Linked DNA regions of Sus scrofa: region 2 is linked to region 1. Evidence: chromatin contacts called from public HiChIP or PLAC-seq data. All regions are on one chromosome and are shown on one strand. Each heading gives the region's core, a stretch centred on a gene start, on an enhancer-like site or on the middle of the called end of the contact. The rest is flanking DNA. Distances are from core to core; before and after follow the strand shown.

Region 1 (2,527 bases), core at 19-2,518:
AACCTCCATATGCTGCGGTTGCAGCCCTAAAAAGCAAAATAAAATAAAATAAAACAAAATAAAAATAAAGTGGGAGTTCCCGTCATGGCACAGTGGTTAATGAATCCGACTAGGAACCATGAGGTTGCGGGTTCGATCCCTGGCCTTGCTCAGTAGGTTAAGAATCCGGCGTTGCCATGAGCTGTGGTGTAAGTCGAAGACGCAGCTCGGATCCCGCATTGCTGTGGCTCTGGAGTAGGCTGGCAGCTATAGCTCCGATTAGACCCCTAGCCTGGGAATCTCCATATGCCGAGGGAGCGGCCCAAGAAATAGCAAAAAGACAAAAAAAAAAAAAAAAGAAAGAAAGAATGAAAAATAAAGTGATGTTGGTTTCTAGTGTGCTAAGAAGTATTTCTTTTTGACTTCTCACATAAAATAAACATCATAAAATCCTTAGCAAGGTCATTGCTTACTCATACTCAGGTTTATAAAGAAAATATAGCTTCTTTAATTTTCTGTAACTCATCTCTTCCTTTTGATGAACCTTCGTCACTGGGTAACTGGAAGAAGAGTACCAGTTTTTCTCCACTCTGGTAAACTGAGTCTTATCTAATAATTTAAATTGATCTCTTTGGATATTTCAGTCTCTTTTTGGATACTGGTCATTTAAATATCATCTCTTCTCTCACACCTTCCCACAATAGAATGCAGACCTCTGGGTGCCTGTGTGACCTCGTAGTCATAGAAGGATACCAGGACCCTCAGTCCATGTGCTGTCTTCTCTGGTTTCTCACTGGTCTCTCCTTTAAAGTAACTGGTCAGGCTGTTCCCTGAAATTGTGACTGCTGTGGTGCTACTGGAACTGACCTTGGGTATTCTTCAGACATCTGAAGCTGAAGTTCATAACTGATGTAACTTGAGGTCTGTTCTCTTGGGTCCCAGGATGTATTGCTGTCTTTCCAGGTGTCACAGATAACCTGAGATCTGGCTAGGGCTTCCCATTGGCTCCCTGGCCAGGTGGTCTCTTTTCCAGGGCTATGCTATGAAGCTATTTTTGCCCCTGTCACAGTGACCTCTTCTGGCAGTTTCACCATCCAGCATCTTAAATTACCTTTCCTGTAGTACTTTAGAGTACACAGTAATTTCCCAGAGCCTTCCATGGCAAATAGCAGATAAGGGAGACCCCAGAGCTTATCTCACACCCCTCCTCAATCTGATTGTGCTTCTGCATGTATGTTTTGATGTGGCTATCTCCAGCTTGTGCTAGGTGTGTAATAAGAGGGCGGTGGAGGTCAGGTGTGTGTATGTTGGGGGTATGTAGGATGTTACTGGAAGGCAGTCACTTTGCACTATATCAACAGGAAGCAAAGCAGAAGCCTTCCTAACTCCCAGATTTCCTCACTTCTTCAAATATTCCTTTCCTTTGCAGCCTTGACCTGGAGAGAGTAATGGGAATATTGGTTTAATCACTTGCTTCTCCTGTCTCTGTCTCACTTCTTTATCCCACAGTCCTTTGGCCAGAATCAGGAATTTGAGGCTTTAATTTACTCTGGGTTTATCCTCCATCTACCCTAGTAGTAGGCATTATGCTCTGGCTGTCGTGAGTGAAGGGATATCTGCTCTACAAAGTGGAAGAAATTAAAATCTGAGTCTTTCGGGCTTGGTCAGAAAAATATTAGTATTAAAAAAATTTCCTTCTTTGGAAAAACCAGACTTTTAAGACTTACCTTGCAGCAAAATCCTTTCTTTAACTCGGAAGGAGAATATTAAATATTTCTCTTTTTATATCTAAGCTTCTCTAAGGAAATGGATGCTACTTATAGAATAGTAGGGAGGTTAGGAGAAGGAAGTGCAAATGGGAAAAGCATACTGATAACTACTTTCATAATCATTAGGGTATACTGTCCTTACTCTTGTGTGTACGTGTGTAAGAGAGCAAAATCTAGTTTGCAGCTCAGTTCTTTCTGCTTTCTGGTTCTTTCCTATGTGCTCCCATTGTTCTTTGTTTATTTGTCTTTTCCAGAATTCCTTATATTTGTGTTTATTCAAGTGGATCAGGTCAAGGGCAGGGGCTCAGGTATTTATCTTTATTTGCCTTAGTGCCTAACAAATTCCTGCTCAAAGCAATTCCTGTACTTCTTCCCTGATTTATTTTTCTCTATAGTACTTACCATATTCTAACATACTGTCTTGTTTACTTATTCGTTTTATTTATCATCTGTCTTCCTCTACTAAATTATAAGTGCCACCACAGTAAGGATTTTTGTTTTGCTTACTTCTGTATTTCTAACACCTAGAAGAGTACTTGGCACAAAGGTGACCACTGATTATTTGTAGAATGATTATTTAATGAGTTGCTCAAATTTAGATAATTGCCTAAATTATACCATGTGATCTATAAATTATGATAGGTATAATCTGTTGGTATGGAAAAATTAAGTAGTATAACCATAAAGCTGTAGAGGTGAATTGATGTGAGTTAAGCACAGGGTCAGTTAATTGCAGAGACAGAATTTAGAGCTCTTGAATAAAATTTAATAATTAATAG
Region 2 (2,527 bases), core at 15-2,514, 150 kb before region 1:
CTCTGGGCCTCTTGGCTGAGAAGGCCAAAACATGGTCAGCTCTGCGGATTTTACTCCCTGGACCTGGGGAAGAAGGATCCAGCTCTCTTCTGTCTCTCCAGTGTTCCTCTTCCACCCTGGCCTCCTCCTCGCCGCCCCACTTCTCTCTAACCATGTCCTCACCGCCCCTGCCCGATCTTTCTGACCTTGCCCGTTACTTTTCTGGCCTCTGTTATCTCCTCTTCTTTCCCACCAGGCCCAGCTCTTGCCCTCTCTATCTGCCAGCCTTCCTTTCTGTTTCTGGTTATTTCCACTGTCTTCTCTGCCCACAGAGCAAACGGGGGAGGAGAGGTAGTCACCACTCTTGTGTGTCCCACTGGGAACTGGTGATTTCCATACATGTTTCTCCTCGTAAGAGCTAGATGTGTCATTTTAAGATGGGGAAACAGACCAATTGCACCAGCTGCGCCTCAGAACCTGGTTGAGGGTCCCCACAGGCGTTGTCTCATGCCCTGTCCCACAGCACCGGCCGGAGGTGGTGGAGGCAGGAGCACTGGGGTGAGATGTCTGAGGATGGTTGAAGTCCTCCCAAGTGGGCCACGTGCTCTGCCGCACACTTCTGAGCTCTCTGATGAGACCTTCCGAGCACACGGCCTCAAGTCACACATCCAAAGTGAAATGTGGGTGTTTAATCACTGAAGAGAATCCTTAATACTGCTCCTTCAGCACATAGCTGCCTCTTCTGCGCCTGGAACCACAGGGAGCCTATTGCTTCCCATCCTGAACTGCTTCCAGAAGCGTTAGGTGATGCTCAGTACAATTTTCAGTTGTTATCATATGAGGCCCTTAGAGACGCTTCTCAATTCTAGCAATTAGCCGCACAGGGGTCAACCAAGTGTTCTCAGCTCTAATTAACAGCTGTGTTGAATCTGGGACACATACTATTCCTTTGGGGATACACTCTTCAAACAGAAACAAAACCGGAATATCAAGCTCTTTCCTCTTTATCAGAGGCTATGAAGTCTGAAAATTATTGCTGAGGGTATTCTTAATAAAAATTCAGGGAAGCTAAGTGGCCTCTGGGCTGAATGGATGAATTTAAAGGTAAAAATGTCATCTCAGCTCTACCATGAAATTATCCAGTGGGGCTCAGGAGGCTCCAGGGAGTGCTAGGGGGATTAGGTGCCTTCCAGATGCACGCCTAGAGCCCAGCTACACCCAGCAGGCTACATGATATCATCGCCACATGAATCAAAGGCTTGCTCTCTGGCTTCAGAAGGAAAAGGAAAAGGAACAGGATACTTTGTGCTGGGAGTCCTGCCCCAAGCGGGAACTGTGCTGATGCTGCTCGAGTTGTTCTCTGGGTATGCTGGCTTCTTGCCCTGCCTGACAGCTGCAGGAGTTCTGTAAGAAATCTGAGGGAGAATTTCCTTTGCAGCTATGACCGAGAACCCAGGATCAAGAGCTTTGCACACAGAAAAGACATTACCCTTCGAAGATCCCAAGCCATCTATTAGGGTCAATAAGCAGCCAGCAAAACAGGGCAGCTGGCTGTCCCGCCCCGGATGGAGGAAATGTATTCCCCTGGGAACCAGCCAGTTGAATTTTTCTTTGCTAACTGAAGGCAAATGCACAGAGGCCTTTAAAAATAAGTATATTTCAACAGAGGAATGTTTCAAATGAGCAGAAATGTGCAGAACAATACCAATGGCCCCGAAGTAGCAAATGCTAACTTTGTGCCGTATTTATTCACATCTTTTTCTGAACAATTTACATACACATTTGAATCTTCCCTGCTTTCTCTGGCTCCACTCACCACTGGCATCCCAAGGTTGGTATGTATCTTCCTGTGTATCCACCTCCAAGGGTGAATATTCTTTCTACGAATGGGATATAGCCGTAAGCAATAGTAGCCTTCTCTCTGTTTTTGAAATGTATGTAAATGGTTTATCACTCTGTACCTCTGCTTTTGCAACATTTAAAAATTTCAACATGTTTCAAAATCATCTACGTTAGTACATGTAAATCTACTTCGTTTTAATTTCAGAGAGAGATGTTATTATATGACTATATAGAAATCTGTTTATTCCCTTATTGATAGACTTTAATAAAAAAAAATTTCAGGGGGCCATACCCACGGCATGTGAAAGTTCCCAGGCCAGGGACTGAACCCATGCCACAGTGGTGACAGCACTGACTCCTTAACCACTAGGCCACCAGGGAGCACACCCAAGAAAAATGTTTTTAAATCACAAACATGGCTGCAGCAAATAACCTTGCACGTGTCTCTTGGGGAACATAGGGAGATTTTTTTTTTTTTCTTTAGGGCAGTAGTTTCAAAGTTTTGCTCTCAAAGTTCTTTTACATTGTTAAAATTATCAAGGACTCCAAAAAGCTTTTGTTTGTTTAGATTATGTCTATTGATGTGTATGATATGTGAAATTAAAACTGAGAAATCAGGAGTTCCCGTCGTGGCGCAGTGGTTAACGAATCCGACTAGGAACCATGAGGTTGCGGGTTCGGTCCCTGCCCTTGCTCAGTGGGTTAA

The links. HiChIP or PLAC-seq counts read pairs in DNA pulled down with a chosen protein or histone mark.
Region 2: a contact with region 1 is called in an H3K27ac HiChIP or PLAC-seq map of skeletal muscle. The contact joins two enhancer-like sites. A contact is called at or near these places in 1 of 47 Hi-C or Micro-C datasets (heart right ventricle) and 1 of 2 datasets of contacts at active chromatin or transcription factors (skeletal muscle).

Annotation. Positions count from the first base shown.
Region 1 is chr3:114,153,637-114,156,163 of Sscrofa11.1, reverse strand. It overlaps a transcript of NCOA1 not described here. Among named protein-coding and RNA genes, the nearest start is that of NCOA1, 56 kb to the right of the region's middle. Within about 2 kb of position 1,268, at least 4 of the 83 cell types and tissues checked have an H3K27ac peak or open chromatin away from gene starts, as enhancers often do. A contact at or near this core is called in skeletal muscle, where this site is marked.
Region 2 is chr3:114,300,773-114,303,299 of Sscrofa11.1, reverse strand. No RefSeq gene overlaps it. Among named protein-coding and RNA genes, the nearest start is that of ITSN2, 61 kb to the left of the region's middle. Within about 2 kb of position 1,264, at least 14 of the 83 cell types and tissues checked have an H3K27ac peak or open chromatin away from gene starts, as enhancers often do. A contact at or near this core is called in skeletal muscle, where this site is marked.